Regions from separate parts of the Mus musculus genome. Here regions 1, 2, 4, 5 and 6 are each linked to region 3. Evidence: chromatin contacts called from public HiChIP or PLAC-seq and promoter capture Hi-C data. All regions are on one chromosome and are shown on one strand. Each heading gives the region's core, a stretch centred on a gene start, on an enhancer-like site or on the middle of the called end of the contact. The rest is flanking DNA. Distances are from core to core; before and after follow the strand shown. Region 1 holds the start of Sec61a2 (Sec61, alpha subunit 2 (S. cerevisiae)). Region 2 holds the start of Upf2 (UPF2 regulator of nonsense transcripts homolog (yeast)). Region 3 holds the start of Sephs1 (selenophosphate synthetase 1). Region 4 holds the start of Fam107b (family with sequence similarity 107, member B). Region 5 overlaps Fam107b (family with sequence similarity 107, member B). Region 6 has its middle 7.7 kb from the start of Gm36031.

Region 1 (4,552 bases), core at 493-2,992, 1.0 Mb before region 3:
CATCCATTGCCTTTCCAATTTTACCAGCAATGCGCCATGTTTTACATCATTGATGTGTAGGCAGTCCTGGCTATAGTAATAGATTCATAATGTACTTCTTTTTTTATTTTGATTTTTGAGATAGTTCTGGCTGGCCTAGAACTCTCTGTGTAGAGCAGGCTGGTCTTGAACTCAGAGGTCTCTCTGTCTCTGCCTTCTGAGTGCTGGGATTTAAGGTGTGTACCACCATGCCAGACTATTATTTGCATTTTAGAATAATGCTGCAGTTATTTAGCATCTTTCTAGTATTTGCCCTCTTTCTTTCTACGACATGTCCCCTCCTGTCTGCAGCTGGGTATTAGTTGCAGTACTTTGTACTTACTGGCTCCATCATTGTGCCATCTCTTTAACCCTTTCCCTCCCTTTCCTTTCTGCATCCTTCAGTCCTTCTTTCTTTTGCCGAGCCTTATGAATCTTGTCACTTCATTACTACTTATATAAATCTGTAAAGTTTCAAAGGCAAGTTTAATAAGAATAATAGTGTATATTTAAGTTTAAAAAAACCATAATGTACCTTTATTCTCTTATCTTTTGGTTTCTTAAATTAAAAGATATTAAAACTCTAAGATGGAATTTAATATATTTAAAAATGTTTTTGTCTTGCTCTTTCTAAATTTCTTCCTATGCTGCCTCTCACAAGTTTATTATTTCTTGTTACAGTTTTCCCTGACAGAGCTATGAAAATGTCTTCTGCCTTTCTACCTTTATATCAGCCACATTCTGAATTGTGTTGCAGAAAGGGACATTTGAATTATTTCATATGAAACACTACTGTATTTTCTTTCCTCTTAAAAATGTTAGTTTTTCTTATCTGCTGTCCATAATTATGCATGTTTAATGTTCAGTGAGAACTAGAGCTTCAGTTATGTAATTAGTAAGTTGAAATATTAAAAATAATGAATTTTGCTTAAAATGACACATTATTCTTTTTTTTTAATTAGGTATTTTCCTTGTTTACATTTTCAATGCTATCCCAAAGGTCCCCCATACCCACCCCCCATATATCACATTATTCTTAGCAAAATAAAAATTACCACCTTGAAAGAACCATTTTACTCAAATTTCTTATGTTTTCCATATATTTCCTATTTGGGAAAAATAGTCTGAAATTAACTTCTCTAATTTACCTATATTACCTTGGAAGTTTTACTGGGTTTTTTTTGGGGGGGCGGGTTCGAGACAGGGTTTCTCTGTGTATCCCTGGCTGTCCTGGAACTCACTCTGTAGACCAGGCTGGCCTCGAACTCAGAAATCCACCTGCCTCTGCCTCCCGAGTGCTGGGATTAAAGGCGTGCGCCACCACCGCCCGGCCTAAAAAGGTTTCTTTCTGAAAAAGAGAGACAGATAAAAGAGTTTATACCTCTTGATGCCTTGATGTCTATTTTGAAGATGGGGAAGTACTGGAAAGTACTATTGTCTGCAGTGTATTACCAGTTTTCACAAATGTCTAAGAAGTTACAGTTAAGATGGGGCGGAAAGAAAAGTCTGGCTCAGGTAGCTCAGCTCTAGGCCTTGGGGTACCTGGACCAGGAAACCTTATCTAGAAAACAGCTTTGAAAAGGAAAACCCTTGTCCTGGAGTAGAGCAACTAAGAACCGCCCACCACGGCAGGCCGCCCCGCCTCTTGCCATCCAGTCCCGCCCCCGCCGCCGCGCCAACGGTGACCATAGCAACGCGGTGGACGTCCGCCAACGGCCAGGCTAGGTCTGGGAGGAGCCTAGAGCGCATGTCACATGACTCTGTGGGCGGAGCTTGTGCGGGGACGGCCAGAGCGTGTCCCCAGCCTCCGCCGCCTAGGCCAGAGTCGTGAGGAACGGAGCGGAGGCAGCTGCGAGGCCGCGGGTGCCCGCCGGGTGTGCTGAGCCGCCGCCATGGGCAGTGAGTGTGGTGGCTGGAGCGCGAACCTCGAAGGCCGCGGGTCCTTTCGGGCTGTGGGCAGTGGAGTCGCTTACTCCTTGGGGTGGTCTTGGGTGCGGGGGATGCGCAGGCCTCGTTGGGGTCGCCACGGGCAGAGCGAGCTGGGGACCCGCCAAGGCGCCTCGGGTCAGCGAGGCCTTGCCCGGCGGGTCACGGGAACTCAGAAGTCCCGGTTTGCTCCCCTTAGGAGGCGAGGAGCGAGGATGGCGCGGGGAGGCCATTGGCTGGGGGCGGGGGGTAGTTAGCACACTCCACGGCTTGGACCACTTGGGCTTTTTCTGAATCTCAGGAAACTCATTAATTTTTAAATTATTATTCTTGAATCACGCTTCCTTGGTGTGTTGCGACGAATAAGTCTCCCTTTTTTTAAAAAAATATTTTTTATTAGGTATTTTCCTCATTTACATTTCCAATGCTATCCCAAAAAGTCCCCCATAACCTCCCCCACCAAGTCTCCCTTTTTTAAAAATGTGATTCGTAGCATGCGTTTTAGGGGAGGAAAGGCGTGTGATCAGTAGCTCAGCATTTTCCTAGATTAATTCTTCCCAGTCATTCTGTAGTGTTCATTGAAAACTGTAAGTTGGTGCGCAAGGTATGGACGAGGCCTCGCATTATAAGATCCTTCCAGGGCCCTGCCCAATCACTCACCCTCATGTATTTTCACACAGATACTTTACCTAGCAGTTCACATGTTTGTGTATAAAGGGATAACGTTGCGATGCACTCCATTGGCTAACAGTAGACATTTGGGGAAAATTGGAAAGGAAATAAGAGACCCTTGGCCTTGAATTGTGAATAAAAATGGAATTGTGCAACACGGGGAGAGGCAGTACATGGCGGCACGCAACAGCGTTTTTTGATCCTGAACGCCAGTACAGTAATTCATAAACTAGCAATAAATCTCGGAGAGTAGCCTGGGCTGAGATGGGGAAGGGAGGCGATTCTAGACAGTTTCCCAGTGTTGTGACCCATAGTTGTTGTTTTTTTAATTGCAGGTAAATGTTTTCAGAATTTAGATTTACTTTTTTTTTTTTTTTTTTTTTTTTAAAGATTTATTTATTTATTATATGTAAGTACACTGTAGCTGTCTTCAGACACTCCAGAAGAGGGAGTCAGATCTCGTTACGGATGGTTGTGAGCCACCATGTGGTTGCTGGGATTTGAACTCCTGACCTTCGGAAGAGCAGTCGGGTGCTCTTACCCGCTGAGCCATCTCACCAGCCCTAGATTTACTTTCTAAATAGTCCAAATGTACTTCTATAACAAACATGACAATTATAAATTATCACCAAAATCAGTTACTTCTACCTTTTTGGAGTCCTGCCGGAGTAGGAGGCAGTGTCTATCCCTAAACCTTGGTTTGTCTTTCATTTACTGCAGAAGTAGCCTGGGAAAGGAGTACTTTTTAATGAAATGTAGTTGACATTCTCTGAGCAATTCTTGTGTGTAAGCAAGTACCTTGATATGGCTACTTAGAGAATTACAACCTTGAAATGCAGCTAACTGAAATGGAGCGGGGAATGTGGAGGTTAAAAGGTTGTCTGTAGGAGGTGATCCTAGCTTTTTTGTTTTTTGGCTTTTTTGTTGCAGTCTTTAAGCTGTTTGAGTCAGTACTCCAGTTTAAGCTCATAACCTACTATACTATTCCTGCAGAAAGTTCCCTCCGCTGTTGTACCATTTGTTAATTACTACATTAGCTAAGTACTGTAATAAGCTATGTCTGCTTATCTTATACAGTGATGATCTGATTATTTTCTGTTGTGCATATATAAAAGGGTTGGGTTTAAACCTGAAGAAGCAAAGAAGTCACGGTGCAGGGCTGTTTCCCTGTGCTCCACAGCTATCTGGGAGCTTTGATCTTCTATAGACCTACTCACTTGAACTTGAGAACATCATGATTGTTTAATTTGGGTGGATGTGATAAACTGCTGTTACAAAAATTGTTTTTGGAATTATTCAGAGATACATTTTTAAACTCTAAATTTTTTTTTTACAGTCAAGTTTTTAGAAGTTATTAAACCTTTCTGTGCAGTTCTACCAGAAATTCAGAAGCCTGAAAGGAAAGTAAGTATACTATTTGTTAATCTAGCAGGTAACAGAGTGACTGACTTTGCCAAACCACCAAGGTTGACTTACTTAACCCAACAATTTCTGGCTGTAAGTGGAAAAACCATTACCTCCTTATCTTGCAAACAAGTATAAATCTGCTTTATGTTTTGTTTTGTTGTCTTCGAGACAGGGTTTCTCTGTGTAACAGCCCTGGCTGTTCTGGAGATCTCTCTGTAGACCAGGCTGGCCTTGAACTCACAGAGATCCACCTGCCTCTGCCTCCCCAGTGCTGGGATTAAAGGGGTATACCACCATTGCCTGGCCTGTTTTTAATTTTTAAATTACATTTATTATTCTAATATATATATGTGTTTGTGCCTGTGCAGCACTGTGCTATGGTATACATGTGACAGTCAGAAGGCAACTTTTGGGAATTGATTCTTTTCTCTTTCCCTGTGGGTCTGGGGAGGGGAGGAGGGAGAGGAGGAAGGACAGGGATGGTGGGAGGGAGATAAAGACTAGGCATGATTCTCAGTCTGTCAAAGAT
Region 2 (4,466 bases), core at 941-3,440, 1.1 Mb before region 3:
GTTCCAGGACAGCCAGGACTACACAGAGAAACCCTGTCTCGAAAAACAAAACAAAAGGAAAAAAAGAAAGAAAGAAAGACACTAAATGACAGCTCTCTTTCAGGCCTGACGCTGAAAAGGCCATTACTAGATGAGTGATCTTTAGGATTAAACAGACTATGGGGCTCTACCCTCCAAGCTTCAGGGTTACGCTGAGTGTTAGACAATACAAGCTGCCCAACACTACCCAAGTGCTTCCGTAGCTACCCAGGGCTCGTTTCCACTATGTTCACACTCACAGGACTGTGTAAACCAAGTACACTAGCAAACAAACACAAAACTGGGCAGTGGTAGCGCATGCCTTTAATCCCGGCACTTGGGAGGCAGAGGCAGGCGGATTTCTGAGTTCGAGGCCAGCCTGGTCTACAGAGTGAGTTCCAGGACAGCCAGGGCTAGACAGAGAAACCCTGTCTCAAAAAACAAAGAAAGAAAGAAGAGAAGAGAAGAGAAGAGAAGAGAAGAGAAGAGAAGAGAAAAGAAACACAAATCCAATGACAATACACTTGTAATCTGTCAATTTAAATTCAATAAATTAAATCTAATAAAAGCACTAGATTCTTATTTAATAACAGCTAAATAATTCACCTAGAGTGTCTCCAAATTTCCCATGTAATATTATATTAAAGAAGTGAATATAAAAATTAGTGGTCTTGAAATTGAAATAGAATCAACTTTTACAAACTACTCTGCTAAGTACTCAGACAGCCCTTAAAAGGAAAGTATGATTGAAAACCACCTTTCTAGCTCCCAAAATACCGCTCCCGGCACTTGGTCTGTATTATTTTAGTTGCCTTTCTAAGTACATTCTAAACTTCCAAAAGAAAGTAAAAACTGTTTTACTAGTAAGACAGACTCTAATGCAGTGTCCTGGAGAGAGGACAGAGAACGGAGGTGTCCCCTAATACAGCTATAAGTTTGCTAAGTACCATATGGTCTATGTATGAAATCACAATCAGACTGCTCTGAAAACACTACAGAGTAAGAGAATGCTGGTTTACCTTTCAAGTCTGTGTTTTGAACTCAAAATGTTCTAAAGGTAGAACAGCACAGAGATATCTTCCGGTTTCTGAGTTTATTCTTTTACAAAATCCTTATATATGTACGAGACTTATTCAAATTTTTTCAGAGATTTCACCACAGCTCAAAAGTGGCTTTCCTGACGATCTGTACGACTTTTATGAACCCCTAAAAACTATGACAAATGAGAAGGGTCAGTAACAGTCTTATTTTCATCTAATGTGTCAATCGGTACATTTAAGGTTTTCTAAGAGCAAGGCTATTCGCTTCCATGCGTACCCCCAAACCTGTAAGCAGCCTCTGCTAGGCTTCTCTTTAGTTCAACAGTACTTGCTTGTAAGGGAAGTAATGAAAGCCTTGAGTTCGAGTCGAACAGTCAACCATCCTACCTGATTAAAAGGAAGTAAACCCGAACAGCCCCGTTGCCCCCCATCCGCAGGTCCGCTCCAAGCCTCTTCCCCTGCACACGCATCACCCACAAATCTCCCACAAACCCCCGCTGGGTCTCAGGGTCCCACCATTGACACACTTCCCGTCCACAACTCCTATTCCGTGGGGACATCTAAGCCCCAAGCCTAACTTCTCATCCCACACTCCCTCAGACTGCAGCCTCTCCAGCTCGACTGCCTACTCCACATCTTCCCCGCTCCCTCGTCCACGCTTCCCTCCGGACCGCCGAGCTCGCCCCAAGCCTCTCCTCGCACTCTTCCACGCCCCCGAACACCTTCCCCCTCCACGGCAGGCTCCTCCGCCTCCAGCCCCGACGCTGGGCCCAGGCATGCGGGGCAGACACCTCTTCTATCGCCCCTCACGCCGGCCTCGGCCGGGCCGAGACATCCCCCCCACATTGACCGGAGCCTCCGGGAGAGGGGTCTGAGGAGGACGACGTCCGATCCGCTCGTCCCTCCACTGCTCGCCGCCCCCGGAGAGCTGGAGTGCGGAGTCGCCTCTCGGGTCCCTCGGGGAGCAGGAGTCCGGACCGGTAGCCCTCCGCACCAGCTCGTCCCTATCGTCGGAGTGGAGGGGGAAGGAGGATCCCCGGAACTCACCTAGTGCCTGTTGTCAACATTAGCCCCGGGTTTCCCAGCACCAACTCCAGCGCTCGGGCTCCCCTCCCCTCCCCCCGCCGCTCTCGCAGACGAGGGCCCGCCTTCCCTCCGCTCCCCTCCTCCCTCCGCCCGTCGGCCCGCCCGCCCGCCACTCACCAACGCGGCCGGGCTGCTAGGGGGGCGGGGCGGAGCGCAGAGGGAAAAGGAAAAGGCTGCCCGCACGACTGCCTAGTCCAAATGGACCTTCGTCTCCGGTCCCTCGCTATGTGTTCAATCCCTCGTCTGGGTTAAGAAGTGATCAATCTATACCTAATCTCGAGGATGTGCTTCTCCTTCAGATATTCGTTGAAATTCTCCTATCTGTAAATTTTTATGTACAGGCAATGAATAGGACAACCGCTTCCAGCACCTCCAATCAGGGCCCCAGCAGAGGGGAGGAGTGTTCCAAGGACCGGAGGCGGGAAGTGGATTGGTCGTCAGGAAAGGGAAAGCGCCTGAATTGGAGATGCGCAGGCGCAAGCGATTCACGGCTGGGGGCGGGGGTGGGGGGAGCGAGAATGAGACGGGGCGGAACTCTAAGGAGGCATAGAAGAGTGGTGGGATAGTAGAATTACGGGGCGCTGTCGAGGTCAAGGTTGGTAACTTAGTTCTCCGAAGGTTGCCTGATGCGAACGTGAGGAACGGGTTCAAGAAGGCAAACTTTGATTGGACTAATACCGAAAGGTTGAAGGTTTAAAAAATCGAAAAGCTAAAGAACATGGCTGTTGAGGAAGGTAGAGGTAGAGTAGACTGGTGGGGGAATTTCCAGAACCGGTTTAAGGTGTTGGACATGAAAAACAGCTAAAATAGAGAGCAATCAAGGCTTTTCCCATTTGGAAAATATAGAAAGCCCTCTATTGTAAGTATTATAACTTTCACAGTGGAATGAAATCGCCCCGTTTTTAAAGGGATGGGGTTACGAACTTGAACCAAATTGACTGTGAAGTGCATTATCAGCTGCTCAACCTGTTTTCCCAAGTGGATATAATGTGCTTCTGACCTCCGATTCGTGTTCAGATTGTGGTCTGCTTAGATGTACATATGGTTCTGCTCTGGTTGGCCCATAGCCAAAGGAACAAAGGTGCAAAACAAGTCTGGATTCATCAGTGTTCAAGCCCGTACAATGATCTGCTACCAACCTTAGTGCTTGAGATGTCTTTGCCCCCTTTTTATTCAGCCTTTGCCCATTTGCTTTCTCCCTGCCCACTTCATTATTAGCAAGTAAATTCTCTTTCAAATTGTGCACCTCCTGGGTTAATTTTTTCTTGTTCAAAACAACCAATAGGTCAATCACGTAAAGGGCACCGAAGGAGGGAGAGGTGAATGCTGCCACTCTATGCCATTGATAAGTAATTATGAGAAGCTTTTTGTTTTTTGTTTTTCGAGACAGAGTTTCTCTGTGTAGCCCTGGCTATCCTGGAACTCACTTTGTAGACCAGGCTGGCCTCAAACTCAGAAATCCGCCTGCCTCTGCCTCCGGAGTACTGGGATTAAAGGCGTGCGCCACCACGCCCGGCTTTTTTTATTTTTTAATATTTATTTATTATTATACCTAAGTACACTGTAGCTGTCTTCAGATGCACCAGAAGAGGGTGTCAGATCTCATTACGGATGGTTGTGAGCCACCATGTGGTTGCTGGGATTTGAACTCAGGACCTCTGGAAGAGCAGTCAGTGCTCTTAACCACTGAGCCATCTCTACAGCCCGAGAAGCTTTTTCTATAACACACAACTGAGGACCACTTCCAAGTCGCAGGTCTCCTTTTCTTATTTTGTCTGTCTTACCCTGCTCCAGATCTGGTGGTGTGGTGGTTCACATCTGTAATTCAGCACAAGAGGATTGCTACAAATTAGAGGCCATCCTAGCACACAGCAAAATCCTATCTCAGAACAAGAAAGTATTTATTTCCTGGATCTAGAATGTAGTTTACAGCATTGCCTTATCTTGCATGAAGCCCTGGGCTCTAACTCAGGACCCCACTTAAAAACTGAGAAAAACTGGGGGCTGGAGAGACGGCCCAAGAGTTAAAATTACCTGCTGCTGTTGCAGATAGCTGGGTTCAGTTCCTAGCACCCACATGGTAGCTCACAACCAACCAACTGTATAACTCTAGACCCAGGCGCTCTGGTACCCTCTACTGGTGTCTGCAGTGCACATGTATACATACACACACCCACACAGTTTTCTTTTAACTTTTAAAAAAGGAAGAAAAAAGAGATCTATCCCTGTATTGATGAACAAGTTCTCATCCTAAACAAGTCAACCCCTGTCTAAGAACACCCCAGGTGTTCTTAGGAACTCTTGTCATCACAGGGAACAAAC
Region 3 (4,631 bases), core at 71-2,570:
CCTTATTTTCCCTACACTTTCTGGTTAGGAAAGTTTAAAAACGCCTTACATCAAGAAAACTCAGCAGTTAAAAAACTCCCAAGTGCAAGGAGACCTAAGTCACACGGTTTGGCCTCAAAGGAAACTCCAGCTATTTGAAAAGGATGGAATTTGGGGTGTGCTTTGGGTAGAGGGAGTGCGTCCGACCTGGAAGCCACATGTTTACACCTTTAAAACAATGACATGAATATTTAAAGCCCGCGTTTAACCCCTTCGCTCCCGCGGGAGGCGGGCTCGGGCAGCGGGGTGCGGTGGGGCAGCACACCTACCTCCCCGCCAGCCCCCAGGCCCCGCGCGTGCTCACAGGCCCGGGCGCCGCGGCGTGCGCGCCGGGACCCCGCGCCCTCCATGGGGCCGGGCGCGGAGGATGCCACTCAGGGGACACCTTAAGTCTCAGGCTGCCGCCTTTAAAGGCACGGCGGGCGCGGGCCGCGTTCTTTGTACCGCGCCGCGCGGCTGCCGCGGGCAGGCCACCGGCAGGGCCATGCTGCACCGCAGGCCCCGCGTCGCCGCTGCCGCGGAGACCGTCGCCGGCGGGGACCGGAGGGACCCGAGGGCCGAGTGGGGGCGGGGAGGCCCGCGGCTCGGCGCCAGGACACTGGGCGGCTAAGGCAGAGCGCGCGCGCGCGCGGGCTCGCCGTCCGCGCCGCCACACAAAAATGTCGGCGGGCGAAAAGATTAACCCCTGCGTGGCCGCCGCCGCCCTCCCCCTCCGCTCCTCCCTCCCAACCCCGGCCCCGCGTGCCGCGGCGGCGACGGCGGAGGAGGCAGCGGCGCGGGCGGCGCTTCTTTTTTAAAGCGGCCCCACCAAAGCCTGGGCTCGGCCCCCTCTCCAGGCAGGGCGCGCGAAGGGCCCCGGTGCACGGCTCCCCGGCGGTCCCGGGCGGCCCGGAGGGGGATTTGCAACGGCCGCGCCGGGCCTGCGGCCCGCTATTCCCCTTTAAGCCTGCTGCCTCGCCCCCCCTCGCCAGGCCCGCCGCTTACCGGCTCGCTTTGCGCCCTCCGCCTCCTCCCGAAAACGGGCCGCGGCGCTCCCACAATGCACCGGGCGCGCTGGGCTCCCTTAAGCGTCGCCTGAATTTAAAAAAAAAAAAAAAAAAAATGCTGCTCCCGGTGGCGGCGGCACCGCCGGGCGCTCGGACGCCGCGTGGAGCTCGGCCTAGGCTGGGCGCGGCCCTCCGGGAACCGGGCCGCCGCGCTCCCGCCGGCCGGGCGCGTGAGGGTCCCTTTAAGAGCGGCCACCTCCCTTTAAGGCGGCGGGCCGGTGGCCGGAGCGCCTCCGGGTTGCTGGTGGCGGTGGCAGCGGCGGTGGTGGCTGCGTGCGGCCCGGGAAGGGGGCGGGGGCGCTGTGCAGAGGCCCGAGCGCGGCAATGATTGGTCTCGGGGGAGGGGGTGGGGGGTTGCAAACCCCAGGAACGGTGGCATCCGTTGCATGATGCAAAAGAAAAAAGAAAGGAAAAAAAAGGGGGGGGGGTAGATTGATTTCAAAAGTTGCGAGCAGCACTGGCAGCAACCTTGAGTGATGGGGGCCACCTACTTTCGCATCTCTGTCCCGCGAGAAGGGAACAGAGTGTTTTTGTTTTTTGCACAACCTGGCTGGGTGCGATCCCCGCATCACCCACGGGATGCAATACCTGCTCCCGAATCTCTGCTGCAGTGAGACTGTGCCCATGGGAACAATGTGCAGAGTGTAGGAGCCAAGGTCGCCCCCAGTGAGACATTTGAAAACCCAACTTAACCCCGCGCTCCATTCTCAGTGACTCCCATCTTTTCTTCATTCTATTGTTTGAGCGTAGCTCCGCATTTCTTTGGAGTCCCAGTGAAATATGCAAATGCTCTGTGAAGTTTCTTGAATCTTTGATCTGCATTTTGGGGAGGGAGAGTTTATGTTGTCCGGGTTATACCATTTGTTCTTCTCATGTCCAAGTAAACATGGCAGACTAATCCTGTGTGCTTGAATTGACATTGGTAATGCGGTTTCACTTGAAGTAACTTCAGATTTCCGACTTCGTACTGCATTGCTGGTGCAGAGCGTGTCCCTTCGAAGGACTTCTCTGGAAAGCTGAGCAGAGCAAACTTGGTTAGGAATAGGTTCGCATTTTCCCGATTATTTAGAAGCAGAACTGTTGTATCTTTTGGCTGTCTTTAGGTTCGTACACCCCGCAGATGTCCTTTTCATTCCTGAAATTGCCATTTGCCTGTTTCTTAGGAGTGGGATCTAGGGTGCAAAGTGTGGCGAGATGGACACAGGCATCTCCTGCCTTTGTGTCTTTTCTCCACAATACATTTGGGAGAATACAGTAGCACCTGGGCTCCTTAGCATCAGACTTCGGACATCGATTTATCGTTGATGAACGTGGAGTTTCTTCTGAATGGTCAGAAGACACAAACACAGCCTCACCAGATACCACACCAGGACTCCAAAGCCAGAGGGAAAGGGTTATACAGTTACATTTGTCCGGTTCTGCCTTTTAAATTTGATTTTGCATTTTAAACAATGTAACTTTTTTTTGTTCCTCACTTAGTTAAAAAAAAAAGTGATTTTTTTTTTCAAAAGATTTCACAATGAGAAAAAAAAAAAGTGGATGACACAGCAGGACCCCATGTCTAGATTTGTGTGTCCCTCCAAGGAGACTTAGCTCTTTGTTAATGTTGAAGGATGCTCTTTCTCAGTGGTGATGGAGGAATAATACCCTGGGTTAGGGGTTATTGTTTTAATGAAGCTGTACTAAGCCTGCATGTGTACTTGAACTGGAAGCATTGGGGAGCAGCAGAAGGGAAGGGTTTGGTGTGATTTAATGTGCACTGAAGAGAGGGGTAAGTATCAGATCCCCCAGGGTTTTTTTTTTTTTTTTTTTTTTTTTGTTGTTGTTGTTGTTGTTGTTGTTTGGTTTTTAGAGACAGGGTTTCTCTGTGTAGCCCTGGCTGTCCTGGAACTCACTCTGTAGACCAGGCAGGCCTCGAACTCAGAAATCCGCCTGCCTCTGCCTCCCGAGTGCTGGGATTAAAGGCGTGCACCACCACTGCCCGGCCAGGTCCCCCAGTTTTAATTTTGGGGACTGAATGACCAGTGATTGACACTTCTGATACTGGAACTGCTGGGAAGCTAACAAGTTTTGCAATAACTTCAACCTTCAAGATGCTAAGTTCTGTGCCTGCTGAGTACTCCAGGTAACTGGGAAAGCAGTTTGGAATTTTGAGATGCAAATCTGTGTGTCATCCGCATGGTACCCTAAGCCCCGGAGAGAGGTAGGATTAACCCAGAGGGAGATCTTGGACAGAGCACTGTATCCATGGAAATGTGAGCAAGGCTTTCTTCCCTCCCTATAAGGTAACAGGCACCTCCAGGTCTACCCTCTCCTCCCCCATACACCGCCGGAGGTCTCCAGCAGCACTGAAGCAAGCCTCTGCCTCTCTCAAGTTCTGTGTGGAACCCAGGGCCTCACACGCTAGCCAAAAGTTCTACCACTGAGCTCTACACTCCGACTCCAAAACTCTCAGCAGTGTTGACTGCAGAGTCTTGGAGACACAGATGCCTTGATTTACTGGGAGGCACTAGACTTGAGGCTAGCTACCCAGTGGACCATCTTACTGTGCTCACGATGGCTTTTTTTTTTTTTTAATTACCTGTATTGCTTTGCTATGGAACTCCCTCTAGTCAGCCATTCTGCCAGTTTGTAATTCCAGAGAGCTCACCTGAAAGGGCCTCAGAACCCCATTCCTGGGAAACACCTCCCTAACATCCCTAGGTTCCAGTGATCCCATCTGAGACGGAGTTTCTCTGACTTGTACTACCATGCTGAGGCTTATTAGAAATAAGAATTAACCAGCTACCCTTGAAACATCTGGTAGGTGCAATGAGTGGTAGCCTCCCATTCTTCCAAAAGATATGTTCAAGCTGCACCACATCACCACAGTATATATGAAGGTGGCTTTATTTAAAACAGGGCTAGCTGGAGTTTAGCTTGTTGGTAGAGTGACTATCTCGAATGTGAGAAGCTCTGGGTTGCATCTCTAGCATTGTCAAAACAGCAGGGCAAAAGGATTCTTGTAGAAATGGAGTCTTTTGGGCTGGAGAAATGGCTCAGCAGTTAAGAGCACTGACTGCTCTAACAGAGGTCCTGAGTTCAATTCCCAGCAACCACATGGTGGCTTATAACCATCTGTAATGGGATCCGATGCCCTCTTCTGGTGTGTCTGAAGATAGCTACAGTGTACTCATCATATATATAAAATAAATAAAAAAATTAAAAAAAAAAAGAAATGGGATCTTTGCAAATGAAATCATGAAAATGAATCAAGACGAATATAGATGGGTCCTAATCTAATGGCTGGTGTGTTCTAAGGCAGAGGAAACAGGACTGCGGAGATAGTTCAGTGGGTACAAGTGTTTGCTGGACAAGTCTCAGAACCTGGATTTGAATGCCCCAATCCGTATAAAAGTCCACTTAATGTACATTAAAGCAGCAGGGCAGCTGACTACAGTCCTATGTGCCTAGAAGGAGGTGGGAGGCAGCCAGCCTGGCTTCCATAGCACTGAAGAGATCTTGTCTCAAGTAAGGCAGAAAGGCAAGGACCGATGCCTCAGGCTC
Region 4 (4,692 bases), core at 1,157-3,656, 1.2 Mb after region 3:
GGACTCCTAAAGTCTGAGCTGAGGCCCAAGCTGCCTGTACTGCTCACACAGCCCAAAGCCCTCAGAGGGGTAGGAAATGAGACTGGGCACACGGCTGTTTCCTCCTGGACCTTCCATCCCACTCGATGCTGTTAGGAAGTACATGACTAGAAAAGCAACAGAAATCACTACGGAGGGCAAAATATTCTGCCCACCACCTAGGGGACAACCCTGCAACTACTCCAAGTGTGCATGCATATTAAGGAACCCAAAGCAGATGAAAAACTGCAAATGGGACCTGACAGCACACTGTCCCAACCTCCTCCTATGGTGTCTCCTGCTTCAGAAATGACTGCAGAATACTTCATCATCTCTTGAGCACCCTGCCTCTAAAGGGCTGTCTCAAAGGCTTCTTTCTGCTTTGCATACTAAAGAACTCAAAGACCAAAATTTTTACAAGGGGAAAATATAAGTAATGACAAAGATGTCCACCGGCCAAGTACGTAGCTGAATGGCCTTTTAGACACTCGAAACTCTTCACTGTAATGAAAACATATTTTACTTTCTCAACACAAACTTTCTGAGATGTGCATGAGGCACATGGAAAACACGGCTAGTCTTTCTACAGGCAGCTCTTTCCATCCTGGATTTCTCAGGATTCTCAGAACTTTTCACAGTAAAAACATTTATTTACCTTTTAAACGGTCCCAAGCTACTCCTGATATATATCTATCTATATCCATATATGGATATATGTGTGTGTATACAGATATAGATTTAGATATACCCATACAAATATATATATACATGATAAAGTCTTTTGTGTTATCTCCAGTGAAGTGCAAAGCACATTACTTTCCCTTCATCTTCCCGCCTCTCCCTTCTGAATAAATAGTTACTGGCAAAGCTCTGAGAAAATATATTCCAAAACAAGTTGTTAGTATAATCCTCTGTGAAAGCAGTAAAAGGAACATTGCAAAGTTATCATTATTAAATGTCATGCTTTAGACAAGTATAAAGGTTAGGAATTAACAATGTGTTCATTTAGACTCTCTCTCTCTCTCTCTCTCTCTCTCTCACACACACACATACACACACACACACACACAAACTTCCCTGCCACCTATAAAGCAAATACACCTTCATCCTCAGGGTATGTGTGGGTGGTGGCCACATGAGTGACCTATCTTCTGGTTTTTAATTTATCACAAATATATATGATTATTAATTCAAAGTTGTAAAGCCTGAAACTCCAAACACTAAGGAACCGTCCCTAGACAGGCATCTCTGACAGGATTTAGAGCAACTTTAACATGTCCAAATGCTAGTGAGGTAGCATGCCTAGAGAAAGTGTACCTGTTAGCAGGGAGGCTCAAATTCAGAAAGTCAAGCCAAACAGGGCTCCTTCTGTTCCCCTGTTGGCGCCTCCAGTATCACCCCCCATTCTGACTAAGTAACCTCACTTAGCAGTCCTGGACAAAAATCTGAGAAGGGATTGGGATGGCTGGTGTGTGCACTTCATCCTCTCAACAGGAACTCTCTACATTTCAAAGAGAGCTGGGGACGCTTCACTTCCAGCACACATGTCAAAACTTGGCTCTTATACACCAGATTACCTCCCAGTCATCCAGAAATGTTTCAGGAGGCAATCACTGAGTCCCCCAAAAATGTGGGGACTTCTGCGCTGACATCACCCAAACCCCCTGGCTTGACCGGACTCCAAGAGGCACAGCAGAGTCCAACATAGAAAAGTTACTTGCAGACAGGAAACAGTGTCACTACCACCTTTCAAAGCAGCACGACCCCGCCTTTGTCTGCCGGGTAGGAGCCGGCTTCGGGACGCTGACCCTGTCCTGCTGCCGGGACAGGCAAGGCGGGCATCTGGCCCGGGGCGCGCAGCCACTGCAGCCTGGGTCTTAAGGTCTGGGTCTGCAGGGCCGAGGATGCAACAATGAACCAACCAAGCAGCAGCCTGGATTCCCCCCTCTCCAGGGGGCCCCTCCGCCCCGGCGCCCCTCGATCCGGGCCGCCGCCCGGGCCCTGCACCCTAGACCTCCCCAAGCAGCGCAGGGCCACCAGGCTCCCCGCTGCTCGCCTACGCCCGAGGGACCGCATACCCCAGCCCGCCCTGCAGGCCAACGACAGGGTCCCCCAGGCCGGGGTCAGACACCCGTCGCTTTCTCCCGGCGGGCGGCCGCCTTGCAAGCCCCTCGTCTTTGTGTGAGAAGTAAGTGTGGGGCCAGCCTACCTCGCACAAAGGCGCGCTGCTCCCTGGCGCGCTCCGCTGCTGGCGTTGGTACCCGGCACCTTAGCCACCGAGGTGGCGAGAGGGCGGTTCCGACGGCGGTTGCAACGCCGGAGTAAGAAGCCCGTCCGGCTCGGGGCGGCTCTCGCACCCGGCGGCCTCGCGCGTCAGAATTAAGTGGCGGGGCGGGCCGGGGACGGGGCGGGGCCGCTGAGTCATCACTAAGTCACGCCCAACTCCTAGGCCACGCCCCCGAACGGCCGACCACGCCCCCCGAGCTTTCAGCCTTGCTTTGCCCTAGTGGACTCAGATGAGAGCTCTGGATCCTTGGTCATGTGGCAGGGGCCTCTGTTGTGCGGGTTTACTTTCCTTTGCTTGGGTGCCCAGGAAAGGACCAGGAAGGTGGAAGGAAAAGTTGTCACCTGTCTAATGGAAGGTGTCAGCTGCAAGTTCACGGGGCCCACAATTTAAAATTCATTATGCATCTGCTTTTGAGTTTATTTCTCATCTTTCTGTCTCTCCTTTGTATATGTGTTTCTCTCTGTCTGTCCCTCTCATGCTCTGTCTCTCTGTTTGTCCTTCTCTTGCTCTCTCTGTTTCTCTTTCTGTTTGTCCTTTCTGTCTCTCTGTGTCTTATGTCTTTATGTATCTGTAGCTCTCTTACTGTGTGTCTATGTCTCTATGTTACTGTGTATCTCTTATTGTATCTCTGTGTTCTCTCTCCTTTTTGTTCTCCCCCACCCCTTTCTCTTCGGTCTGTTGAAACCCTGCCAAATATTTTTTTTGGAAGAAAATCAAAAAAGGAGTTTGTTATAATTACATAAAGTCACAGTCAACTGAAGGCTCAGAACCCACTGACCTGGGCTTTCCTCTCCACCCTCACCAAAGGGCAGATGGAGAATTTAGATCAAGGAAGGACTGATCTGATCTTTAAAAAAAAAAAATCTAATTTCATTCTCTAGCTCTCCTGAATTGTTTCCCTGCCCTACCCAAAATTCCAAGGGTGCCATTTACATGAATCACGAGTTCAGCCATTTACATGAATCACGAGTTCAAAAGCAGGCCCTGTCTCAGGGTGAGAACAAGGCCAGCAGGTTGATGGATTCCATACCAAAGCCTTTTCATTTTCTTGGCAACAGATGACTAAGGATTTATTTATTAGGAAACTTTTCTGACTCAAAGAGCTTAGGTCATATTTGCACAGGGGGAAAAATGCTGTCAGTGGATTTCAATGAGCAAATTACCTATTCCAAATGTTTCAGTCTTACAGAGTCCTCTTAGCCAGCTCCTGGGCATCCTCCCAATCCAGGAGCAATAGACACACTCACCCCAGGATTCACATTACTTCACATTAGTCTAAAATACAGCACGTAATAGTGATAACTTTGCAATATTCCTTTGCCGCTTTCTCATAGAGGTAAGCCAACAATAATTTCCTCAGAGCCTTCCCAGTCCCAGGGGCTCTCTGCTGTGCTTCACTCGCAGTCTTCTGCCATTCACCCCCATGCATGGAGTTTCCTCTCCCCCTGATGGCTCCCTAGTCTCCAAGCAGAGGGATCCTGCCTAGACTCCTACCCCTACCCACACTGACATCAACTCCTAAGTTCTGAATAGGATGAGCAGCTATCCCCTCCCCATCTCCGGTAGTGCCCACCACACTTGCCTCTGGGCTCTGTGACCACAGTATGGTAATGGTGTTCTAACTGGTCCTAGCCACCATTGTGTCAGGGTCCCAGCTGCTTTCTGGGTGAACTTTTAAATCAAAACTGATCCACCACTGCTGTTGCTGCAGCAGGTGCTGCTGCTGCTGCTGCTACAATATCTATTGTTTTAGCTATTTTTCCTGCCATTTTGACAAAACACCTGATAGAAACAGGGGAAGGAGGGTTTACTTGGGCTCACAGTTTCACAAGCTTGTGTCCTTCCCGGTGGCTGGTGTATCCAATGGTGACTTTACAAATGAGTGTCCAGAAGCAGACAAGAATAAGAGTAGAATAAGCTGCCAGTTATCATTTTCAAAAGCCCACTGCTAGCAATCTACACCCTGAAAATACCGTAGCCCCCCAAGCACCACCACTGGCTTAGAACACACACTGAAAGCATGAACCTCTTAGGAGCATTATAGATCCAATGTCTAATGTGTAACAGGTTCCCAATTCCTGCTACAAGGTGAAGTTCAAGCTGCTTAGTGCAGTCCTCCAAAGGAAAGTACCCTTCCCTGAAACCACCTTGACCATGGTCCCATGCTCTTCCTACACCCCTAAGCACCTGGGGCTCTGCTCAGCCACTGTGCTGCTGCTCTGTGACCACTGACAGTGGGATTCTGCCTCTGCCTGGAATACTTCTAACCACTCCCAGCATCCAAAAGTCTCGCTGAGTCTAAGGCTCCTCTGAAAAGCCTTCCCTGACCTGCTCTAACTGAATGGGTTCATTCTTCCCATCTGACCTGAGCACAGCATTGTAATTAT
Region 5 (4,170 bases), core at 661-3,160, 1.1 Mb after region 3:
TAAAACAGACATCAGCATGTTATTAAACACATTCATATTTTGACAAATGAGGATATAAAAATAGGCTAGTGGTGTGATTTGTAGGAATTAAGAGGGACTGTTCTTCAACTATGAACAGAAAGTATGCAAATTGAGGGTGGGGTCCAGCAGCAGGCAGAAGTATCTAAGGTCAGCAGGAAGAACCGGCAATATCAGCATTTACCTGTCTGACTTGTGTGTGGTGGGAGGATTACTGACTAGAGAATGAAATGGGAATGAGATGTGAGAGCGAAACTCCAGAATTCATGTGACGGTGTGACTAGGAGGAGGAGGGGGTGGTGACCAGGTTTGAAAATGAATTAATAAATTAACGGGGGGGGGGGGGGAAGCATAGAAAACATTCAAAGTCACTGTGCAGAGCGTGGGCCAAGGAGGAAAGGGTTCCATTTCCAGGCTGCCCTGAGGCCCTCCGAAGCGGGGGTGGGGGGGTGGGGGGGTGGGGAGGGGATGGGGGATGGGGGGGTGGGGGGGTGGAGGAGTGGGGGGGGTGGGGGGATTTCTCAGTTACAGAGTGACTTTCTCTGGCTGGGCTCAGCCATCTACGGACAGGAGCAGGTGGTGAGGATGAGGATGGAAGGGATGCCAGGGTGTCCATTGGGGGGCATTCGATACAGCAGAGCCAACGCATGGGAGAGAGCAGCAGCAGAGGACAGCAGGAGGCTTATGAGGGAGTCCAGCACAGCCTGGACTCACCCTTCCTAAAGGGAGCCCAGAAAATTCCATCCAACAGTGAGATCTCAGAAGTTTGGACCAGAAGCAGTTGTTACTAACAAGACCTAGAGCAGTGATCCCTGGAGCGGCATCCTAGAGAGAAGGGTGTCCCACTCATCTTGATGTGAGTTCTGAAAGTCACATGTCCTGTGCAAGTAAGTCTTCAGGTCACAGACTCACTATACCAGAGCCACCCCAGTCACAACCAAACTGGGGCTTCTGTCCCCAGTTCATGCTGACTGAGGACCAGGGCTAACAAGACATATGGCTAAGGTCAGCCTCTAGGGAGCCAGAGACAGAAGACTGACTACAGGGCAGGGTCTCCATTTCCTGTTTTCAGACCAAAGGCCTCTAGGTGTGAGAGACACGGTATTCTCTCCTAGGCTGCAGGCTGCCAAAAAGCAGAGCGTACAGAGGTGGGGTAAGAGCTGGCTGACCACAGGACAGGAACAGAAGTGGGCATGGAGCAAGAACAGAGAAAGCATGAACACAGAATAGAAGAGCACACAGGACAAGCCAAGACAGTGACGTAGAAAGGCACTCAGAACAAGGACCTGACACCTTGAAGGAACACTCTGCCACTGGAAACCAAGAAGAGCGACAAATACAGGTCTCAGAAGGCAGAAACTCTACAACACAAGACCAGAACAAATGAAGCAAACCAAACTGTCCCCAAGCCAAGAGCAGCTACTATCCTTGGAGACCCAGAGCATACATGCACCATCCCCATCACTACAAGAAAAGTTCAGTCAGATGCGCAAACCTCATCTCTATTGGAAAGTAAATAGCCTCATTGTCAGTTAATTGAAACCTAGTTACAAAAGCAAACATTTGTTCTTGATGAAGCAGCTCCCTCACTCTGTGACAATACGCCTTGTAGCTAAAAGTCAGACCTCCTCACAGTCCTGGATGGATGCCACCCTCAGCCAACATTCACACTGCTTCACCATCTGGCACATGCTGAATCAATCACTCCTGACTACCTATAAACACTCTGCCCAACTACAGAAGGCTCTTCAGATCTGCCTTGCAATATCACCCTGACATTATAAAGTGCACAGGCTCCGGGGCAAATCAGAAATGCATGCCTTATGGTGTGCTCATGACATCACAGCTCACTTAAAAATGTAGATCTTCCTGTGGATCCAATCACAAGGAGAAGACTAGACTTGAGCTATATCTCCTACCAACCCAACACTAGGACAGTCACCACGCATGCCCAAGGATGCTGCTCGCTCTCACAGTGCACTGTGGGATTCAGAGTTCCATTAGAGACCCTAGAAACTGCAAACAATGCTGCCTGGCTCCTGTGTGATTCTCTCCTATTCCTCCCAAGTTTATCACTGGACATGTGGGGTTTTAAAGAGCAACTGCGCCAATGATCTGTGCCTCCTTCTGTACGTCAGCCTCCTCCACACAGCACGCACTGCACAGCTGCCAATGTGAAAGGTGTTACAAAACCTGCAAGACATGGCTAGCAAATTTCAGTTTCAGTGTGCTTGTTAAAAATAATAATAAAGTAGAAAAACAAAACAAAATTTAAAAACCCAGTTCACTGAGAACAGAATTCAATCACATTCACTCAACTCCCCTGCCAACCCACACAATTGAATTATAACCCTTCCCCCAAAAGTCTTTTATCTGGTATATAACAAATGGCTGGGTAAAATTTCCTTAGGCATCCTAATGTAAGTACTCCTGACTGACTCTGTAAGAATGAACCACTTGTTATAAACGCATGGTACATAAAACTTACTCAGTATCTCAAAAGCAAGCCATGGTTTTTGTTGCTTTTGCTATCTGCCCATTCTGAGGAGAACCCACAGACTAGTGTTGGGTTGGTAGGAGATGTGTGTGTGCGTGCGTGCGTGCGTGCGTGCGCTCGGGGGATAGTAGTTGGCATGACGACAAAGGCCTTACTCTTTGCAGTAAATCAAATTAACAGACTGTGATATAGTGATTCAAAACTGACCAACACGGGAGATAGAAGGAAAAACATAAGGACCACAAATAAATCACTTATTAAACCCACAGGAAAAGCCGTATGTAACTATATCCGTAAATTTACATGAAACAAAAGAAATAGATTATGTGATACTTTAATAATATTACATCATATATTTCCCCAATGTATCTTTACTTTTAACACAAGTCACCTATGGTCCTTTAAATTCTGCAAGAAGAAAAGAAATTGCTTTCTAATTTGTGCATATCTGGTCACAACCAGCCGGTAGCAGGAAGTCTGCGTCCAGATCCATTTTATCCCAGAGATCAGACTAGTCTACATTACTCTGCACCCCATCTGTGCACAGCAGGAAAGGAAATATGACATCCTATACTCACAATGCAGCTTCCTGGTGGCCTTTCATGAAAACAGATTTTGTTGGCCTTTGCCGTAAGCTGTTCATAAAAGTAAATTATCCAAAAGAATCAATAAAGAATTGGACACAGCCTCTTTCATGGAACACAGCTTCTTTCATAGAACGAGGTAGGAGCCAGAGCTTCTAGATTTTCTATATTGGGTGTTTATATCACCCTGTACTAAGCCTCACTACAAAGCATAAAAACTCAGAAAAAAATTGTTGTGTGGCACCTGAGACACCAGGCAAACAGCAGCCACAGGAGCAGGTCACACAGATGCACACTTCCCAGTCAATCCCTGATGGTAAGGAAGCATTTTACCCCGGGACTCCAGCCATGAGTGCTGGCATGTACCTGTAATCCCAGTGCACAGGAGGCAAAGGCAGCAAGATCCATTCCCAACCCCCCTCGAAAACAACAGGTCCTAACCCAGACCCACATCTATGTGTCATAATATACTAGTGGTTATGTCACCCATTTTCTCCTGCATTTGTGTCTTAAAGTAGATTGCTAACACACCTTGCAAAAATATCCAGCTCCAGGTAAATGGACAAGCAAAATGAGCTATCTGCATACAATGGGAAATCATTCACCCAGAAAAAGAAAACATCTGACCCGTGCTATGACCTGGACGAAACTTCAGAACAACAGACTCGGTGCAGTAAGATGAAAAACAAATATTGTACCACTGCACTAATGCAAAGCCCTTCATGTGGTCACATTTATAAAGAAGACAGAACAGTGGTAGCCAGGGATGGAGGAGAAGAAGAGGACCCCAGCTCTGCTCCTAGCAGCCATACTGGGGGTGGCGGGAGGCTCACAACCATCTATAACTCTGGAAGATATGGCATCCTCTTGTGGCTCCAGGGGCACCACACATGACAAATACTCACACAGACACATGCACATATAAACATAAATAAAAAATCAAATGTTTAAAACTATATAACTTTTTAGAAAGTATTTTCTTTCCGAAATGTATGCTGCCTACTGTGTTTGCCCTTCAGCTCACAGTATGGCAGCGGCATGATTTCTGCTTGAACCCAGATATAGAGTCCT
Region 6 (4,369 bases), core at 1,127-3,626, 1.1 Mb after region 3:
ATGGCCTCTGTATCAGCTCCTGCTTCCTGACCTGCTTGAGTTCCAGTCCTGACTTCCTCTGGTGATCAACAGCAGTATGGAAGTGTAAGCTAAATAAACCCTTTCCTCCCCAACTTGCTTCTTGGTCATGATGCTTGTGCAGGAATAGAAACCCTGACTAAGACAGTGACCTAAAGTCAGTGAAAAAAACAATACTGTGCATAATTAGTACATGACTTCCTAGATCTGTTTCTATGCAGAAGGGTGATTGAGTGCATCTGACTTCTGTCTCTCTGATATCTTACCGTTCAAATACTTTTTCCTGTGCCCTCTCATTTATTCAGCAAGTCCTGACAGTTCAAAGTCTATGTGTGTTTCTAAGACTCTCCCCATGTGCCGAGGGGGTACACATGTCCATGAAGGATCTCTAACATTCATGATGGGGCATGGCAGTAGGGTTGGCTCCCAGGGAAGAGGGCATAAGCACTGTGTGCACGTTAGAAGTAGCAGTGTTAATGGGGTATTTGAGCGGGGTCATAGGCCCAGGAAGGAGTGGAAAGGCCAGAGTGCCAGCTGTGTAGAGAAGGCTACAGATGCAGACAGCTATATGGCAGTTGTGGCAGAGAGGCTCGGGGATGTCTTCTGCAGCTGGGTAGACCTGGATTTGAACTGTTTGACTAAGAGTGTTATGGTCTTCATATGAACAGTTCTCCCAGGAGTCCACATGTTCAAGATTTCTCCCTCAGCTGGCAGGGCTCCTTATGGAGACTGTGGAAACTATGGGAGACCAATTCAAGTTAGAGAAAGTGGGTCACGGAGGGCGTATCTCTGATGGTTCTAACTTGTCCCCAGTTCTTTGTCCCCTCTCTGCTTCCCATCCACCATGAGATAAGTAGTCTCTAGCACAGTGTGGTGGTTTGAATATGCTTGGCCCATGGGAAGTGGCACTTTTAGGAAGAAGTGTATTACTATGGGGATGGACTTTGGGGACTCCTCCTATGCTAAGGCTCTGCCCAATGCAGAAGACAGTCTCTCCTGACTGCTTTCAAATCAAGACTCTCAGCTCCGTCTCCAGCACCACATCTACTTGGATGCTGCCATGCTTCCTGCAATGATGATAATGGATTGAACCTCTGAAACTGTAAGCCAACCCCAATTAAATATTTGCTTTCATAAGACTTGCCTTGGCCATAGTGTCTTTTCATAGCAACAAGACCCAAACTAAGACACACAGGTTCCTGTTGGCATAATGTTCTACCCCACCAGCTGGGAATCGAATAGAGCTGGGAACCCTAATCTGAGACATCTGAAACTGAACCAAAGCCACGCTTTCTCCTTGAAGATGTCCCTTGACGTTATTGTTATAGCTCCACGATTATAACAGGCATAAGGCTCATGTCCTGGGAAGCTATAACAATTATCCAATAAAACACTTAGCACAATGTCTAACCTGTGGTAAAGGTTGTCTACTACCATTTCAGAAACCCAGAAGTAGCTTGGTAGAGCAGACCAGTTTGAATAGGACCAAAGTTTCCATGATAGGCAGACTGGCCTTCAACGTAGTGACAAATTTGAAGTGAGGCCATCATAAGCGGAGATCTGTGTTTCAGGAAATGACTCTCATACAGTAAAAGAAGAGAGACAGCGGATGGGGGCAATCAGTCTCCCGTGAATCACTGCAAGGTATGGGTGTGTGGGGTGCCCCTCCCCATGCACCATCTGTTTCCTCTGCAGACTGACACTCCCCTTCCTCCTAAAAGCTCACTCGCTGGATGAATGAATGAGTAAATGAATGAGTAAAACTCATTCTTCCAAACAGATGGAGGCCATTTTATAGCCTGCCAGGAAAACTGAAGGTCAGGAAGCTCAGACGCTGTCCCCTGCCTCATAGTAAACAGCAGCCCTGAGATTCATACAGTGGACTCTTCTGGAGGCAGAAACTGGATACCACACGGACAGGTTTAAACAACACTTACTATTCATTCAGTAAATACCTCAGCCAGACAAGAGCAGAAAACTAGGGGCCTGGGGTGGTGAGGAGACGAAGACCAGTAAGGAAAATAATAACACCACCAACAAACTAACACACGTGGATTATTATTCTAGCTAAAAAATATTTTAAAAGTTCCACTGGATCCCAGTAGGTGGCAGCATCCGGCATCATTTTAAGGCCATTGCAAACAGGTTCAACCACCTGCGCTGAGGGTCTGTATGGGCTAGGTCCTAGCTAGGAGTCGGTTTTATTACTTTATTTAAGCCTCATTCACAATCACTTATAACGATAGGTATGAGCGTCCTAGGCTAAAGGATCAAACTCAGAGCTGCTGAGTCCTGATGTCAAAAGCCGGCACAGGGAGGGAGACCTAACGCTGCGCTGCGCTGTGTCCCTGGGAGAGCTCGCTTCCTACAAGCTACTTACTCTCATTCACCCCCTGCGCTGACTCCTTCTGGACCAAGTTGCCTGCTGTGTGTGCCTTGCTTCCTGACCCTCCACCTTCAGTGTGACTGGCCCAGTCCTCTGCGCACTGCTGAAAAACAACATTCACTAGACTTCCGGTTGGGCTTCGGTTGAGCATCTATTGTTTAACAGGAAATGAAGGGATGGAGCTGGAACTCAGTCATGGAGTTCTCACCCAACATGTGAGAAGCACAAGTTCAAGTTCCAATATTGCCAAAAAGGAAACTATTTATTGAGCAACTACTCATGCCAGGACTTTCATGAAAAACACCAACTTCCAGCCCCGACAGAATTCACCCCTCAAACATTCTCCTCTTGTTCTAGGTTCCTCTGGCTTCCCAAATGACTTTGCAAGGCATGGCCTGGCTCTGACCTGGCCTTAAAGCTTTCCTTCCTGTGCCAACAGGACTGTCCTGATTGACTGCTCCCACAAAATGAGGAGGGGTCAGCATGTCTCTGCCTTGAACCATGGCTTCGGTGTGCTTTCTCTAAGTGAGGGCACAGTGGAGTGTTAGCCCACAAAATGGTGCTTGAAGTTCTTAAGGCCAATGTGGACAGACTTTCAGAAGAGGAATCTGGAGACAGACATCTGAGTTTAAGATCATACAAGTTACTGCTGGATCTGTAATCTGTTGGTGACATGGGCTCTGCAGTCCTTCATGGCATAGGATTCCGGTGACAGAGCCCTGCCTAGCTTGAACAGCATAGAAACAAAACATAGATAAATACGAGAATGGTAACTACTTATGCTTATTAACCACCTCACACATAACCCGGGGAGGCGAACACTGCTCCGTCTACCCCAGTGAAGTCTGCTTGGCAGGCCGAGAGGCCTGGGAGCACTCACGAGGCAGGGAGTTTCAAGGAAACTCAACCTCCTGGAACCTTGGCATTCTCATAACCCGTGTACTCATACCCTATCCCCGTGTTAGTCTGATGTATGGATCCATGTGCTCTCTTTCAGTATTATCTTATTATAAGTGCCTTTAAAGATTGAATTCTGACATAGGTAAGCCTCCACCAGTGTTCCAACGTCCTAGAAAATCCTTGAAGCCAACGAACTAACGAGCTTGGAATTCAGTAGGAATTCAGTGAAAAGGTTACCTATTCAGTAACATTCAAATTTACTTCTAGTAGAGATTTGAAAGTAGGCATTACAAAGAAGAAGCTAGAATAGCTCAGGGCTGGTCTGCAGAGTGATTACTTAGGACAGTAGCCAGTCTCACCCAAACAAGGGAATACACAATGACCTAGCTAATAGGTGGGTTTACCATGTAAGAGGTAGGGAATCCCACTGAGACTGGAATCTTCACTACAACCAGGTATAACAGGCTACATTTCATATTAGAAGAAAGTTGGTGAATTCTTCTGACAAATGGAGATTCCCTACAAATACTTAAAAGAACAGCCAAGTTACACTCATACAAGAATTTATCAAGGCCTAGGAAATAGGAGGTTTGTGGTATTGCATTAATCATGAGAAGGTCTGCTAGAGCAGAAACCCCTGGTGCTAGCTTTCACAAGGCTCAAAGGAGTAGCACAAAGTGTGACTAGGGTGTGAAATCCTTAGCTGTCATTAGCTGACCCTAGGCAGGGCTGTTTTATCTTTACTGTAAATATTACCTGGTTCCTGTAAGTCCTTTTGGAGTCATTCCAGGTAACTTCAATGTCAGGTAACTTCAATGTACTTTGCCAGCCGTGACATCCTACCCCTTTGTTTTCTGTATTATATAAGACTGGTGTTCACTTTGTGACAATACACTCAGATTCTACACACTCTCTTGTGTCGCTTCTGTTTGTCATTTGCTGACTCCTTGCTCACCTGCAACTAGAGACCTGTTCCACGCAGACAGGAGACCCAAATAAGGGGTTAGTCTGCGGCAGAATACAATCATTATGACCATTTTATAGATGAGGAAACTGAGGCCAGAG

The links. Promoter capture Hi-C pulls out the DNA fragments that hold promoters and counts their contacts. HiChIP or PLAC-seq counts read pairs in DNA pulled down with a chosen protein or histone mark. Capture Hi-C pulls out chosen DNA fragments and counts their contacts.
Region 1: a promoter capture Hi-C map of erythroid cells shows a contact between it and region 3, with 9 times the contacts expected there. The contact joins the promoter of Sec61a2 here to the promoter of Sephs1 in region 3. A contact is called at or near these places in 2 of 39 promoter capture datasets (erythroid cells and pre-B cells), 3 of 115 datasets of contacts at active chromatin or transcription factors (astrocytes and embryonic stem cells) and 4 of 9 other capture datasets (adipose tissue, embryonic stem cells, liver and 1 more).
Region 2: a promoter capture Hi-C map of liver shows a contact between it and region 3, with 3 times the contacts expected there. The contact joins the promoter of Upf2 here to the promoter of Sephs1 in region 3. A contact is called at or near these places in 3 of 39 promoter capture datasets (hippocampal neurons, liver and pre-B cells), 3 of 484 Hi-C or Micro-C datasets (CD4 T cells and embryonic stem cells), 3 of 115 datasets of contacts at active chromatin or transcription factors (astrocytes, large pre-B cells and pro-B cells) and 3 of 9 other capture datasets (adipose tissue, liver and pancreatic islet).
Region 4: an H3K27ac HiChIP or PLAC-seq map of the NIH/3T3 cell line shows a contact between it and region 3, with 8 times the contacts expected there. The contact joins the promoter of Fam107b here to the promoter of Sephs1 in region 3. A contact is called at or near these places in 3 of 39 promoter capture datasets (cranial neural crest, hippocampal neurons and liver), 4 of 115 datasets of contacts at active chromatin or transcription factors (the NIH/3T3 cell line, T-cell acute lymphoblastic leukemia, astrocytes and 1 more) and 2 of 9 other capture datasets (adipose tissue and liver).
Region 5: an H3K4me3 HiChIP or PLAC-seq map of embryonic forebrain shows a contact between it and region 3, with 3 times the contacts expected there. The contact joins the enhancer-like site here to the promoter of Sephs1 in region 3. A contact is called at or near these places in 1 of 39 promoter capture datasets (liver), 1 of 484 Hi-C or Micro-C datasets (bone marrow-derived macrophages), 3 of 115 datasets of contacts at active chromatin or transcription factors (astrocytes, embryonic forebrain and large pre-B cells) and 1 of 9 other capture datasets (liver).
Region 6: a contact with region 3 is called in a promoter capture Hi-C map of liver, with 5 times the contacts expected there. The contact joins the enhancer-like site here to the promoter of Sephs1 in region 3. A contact is called at or near these places in 3 of 39 promoter capture datasets (hippocampal neurons and liver), 5 of 484 Hi-C or Micro-C datasets (the AML12 cell line, the Ba/F3 cell line, the G1E-ER4 cell line and 2 more) and 2 of 115 datasets of contacts at active chromatin or transcription factors (embryonic forebrain and large pre-B cells).

Annotation. Positions count from the first base shown.
Region 1 is chr2:5,892,622-5,897,173 of GRCm38.p6, reverse strand. It overlaps Sec61a2 (Sec61, alpha subunit 2 (S. cerevisiae)), which reads left to right and starts at 1,742. Exons shown (of 12, transcript NM_021305.4): 1 at 1,742-1,917; 2 at 3,953-4,020. The coding sequence starts at 1,911. It overlaps Gm13267 (predicted gene 13267), which reads right to left and starts at 1,710. Exons shown (of 3, transcript NR_166420.1): 1 at 1,400-1,710. It also overlaps a transcript of Dhtkd1 not described here.
Region 2 is chr2:5,949,193-5,953,658 of GRCm38.p6, reverse strand. It overlaps Upf2 (UPF2 regulator of nonsense transcripts homolog (yeast)), which reads right to left and starts at 2,190. Exons shown (of 22, transcript NM_001081132.1): 1 at 2,106-2,190.
Region 3 is chr2:4,878,253-4,882,883 of GRCm38.p6, reverse strand. Sephs1 (selenophosphate synthetase 1) reads right to left here and starts at 1,320. Exons shown (of 9, transcript NM_175400.6): 1 at 1,024-1,320.
Region 4 is chr2:3,711,172-3,715,863 of GRCm38.p6, reverse strand. It overlaps Fam107b (family with sequence similarity 107, member B), which reads right to left and starts at 2,406. Exons shown (of 4, transcript NM_025626.4): 1 at 2,228-2,406.
Region 5 is chr2:3,737,396-3,741,565 of GRCm38.p6, reverse strand. The region is part of intron 1 of Fam107b (family with sequence similarity 107, member B); the gene reads right to left. Among named protein-coding and RNA genes, the nearest start is that of Fam107b, 26 kb to the right of the region's middle. Within about 2 kb of position 1,910, at least 62 of the 459 cell types and tissues checked have an H3K27ac peak or open chromatin away from gene starts, as enhancers often do. A contact at or near this core is called in embryonic forebrain, where this site is marked.
Region 6 is chr2:3,797,973-3,802,341 of GRCm38.p6, reverse strand. No RefSeq gene overlaps it. Among named protein-coding and RNA genes, the nearest start is that of Gm36031, 7.7 kb to the left of the region's middle. Within about 2 kb of position 2,376, at least 59 of the 459 cell types and tissues checked have an H3K27ac peak or open chromatin away from gene starts, as enhancers often do. A contact at or near this core is called in liver and neural progenitor cells, where this site is marked.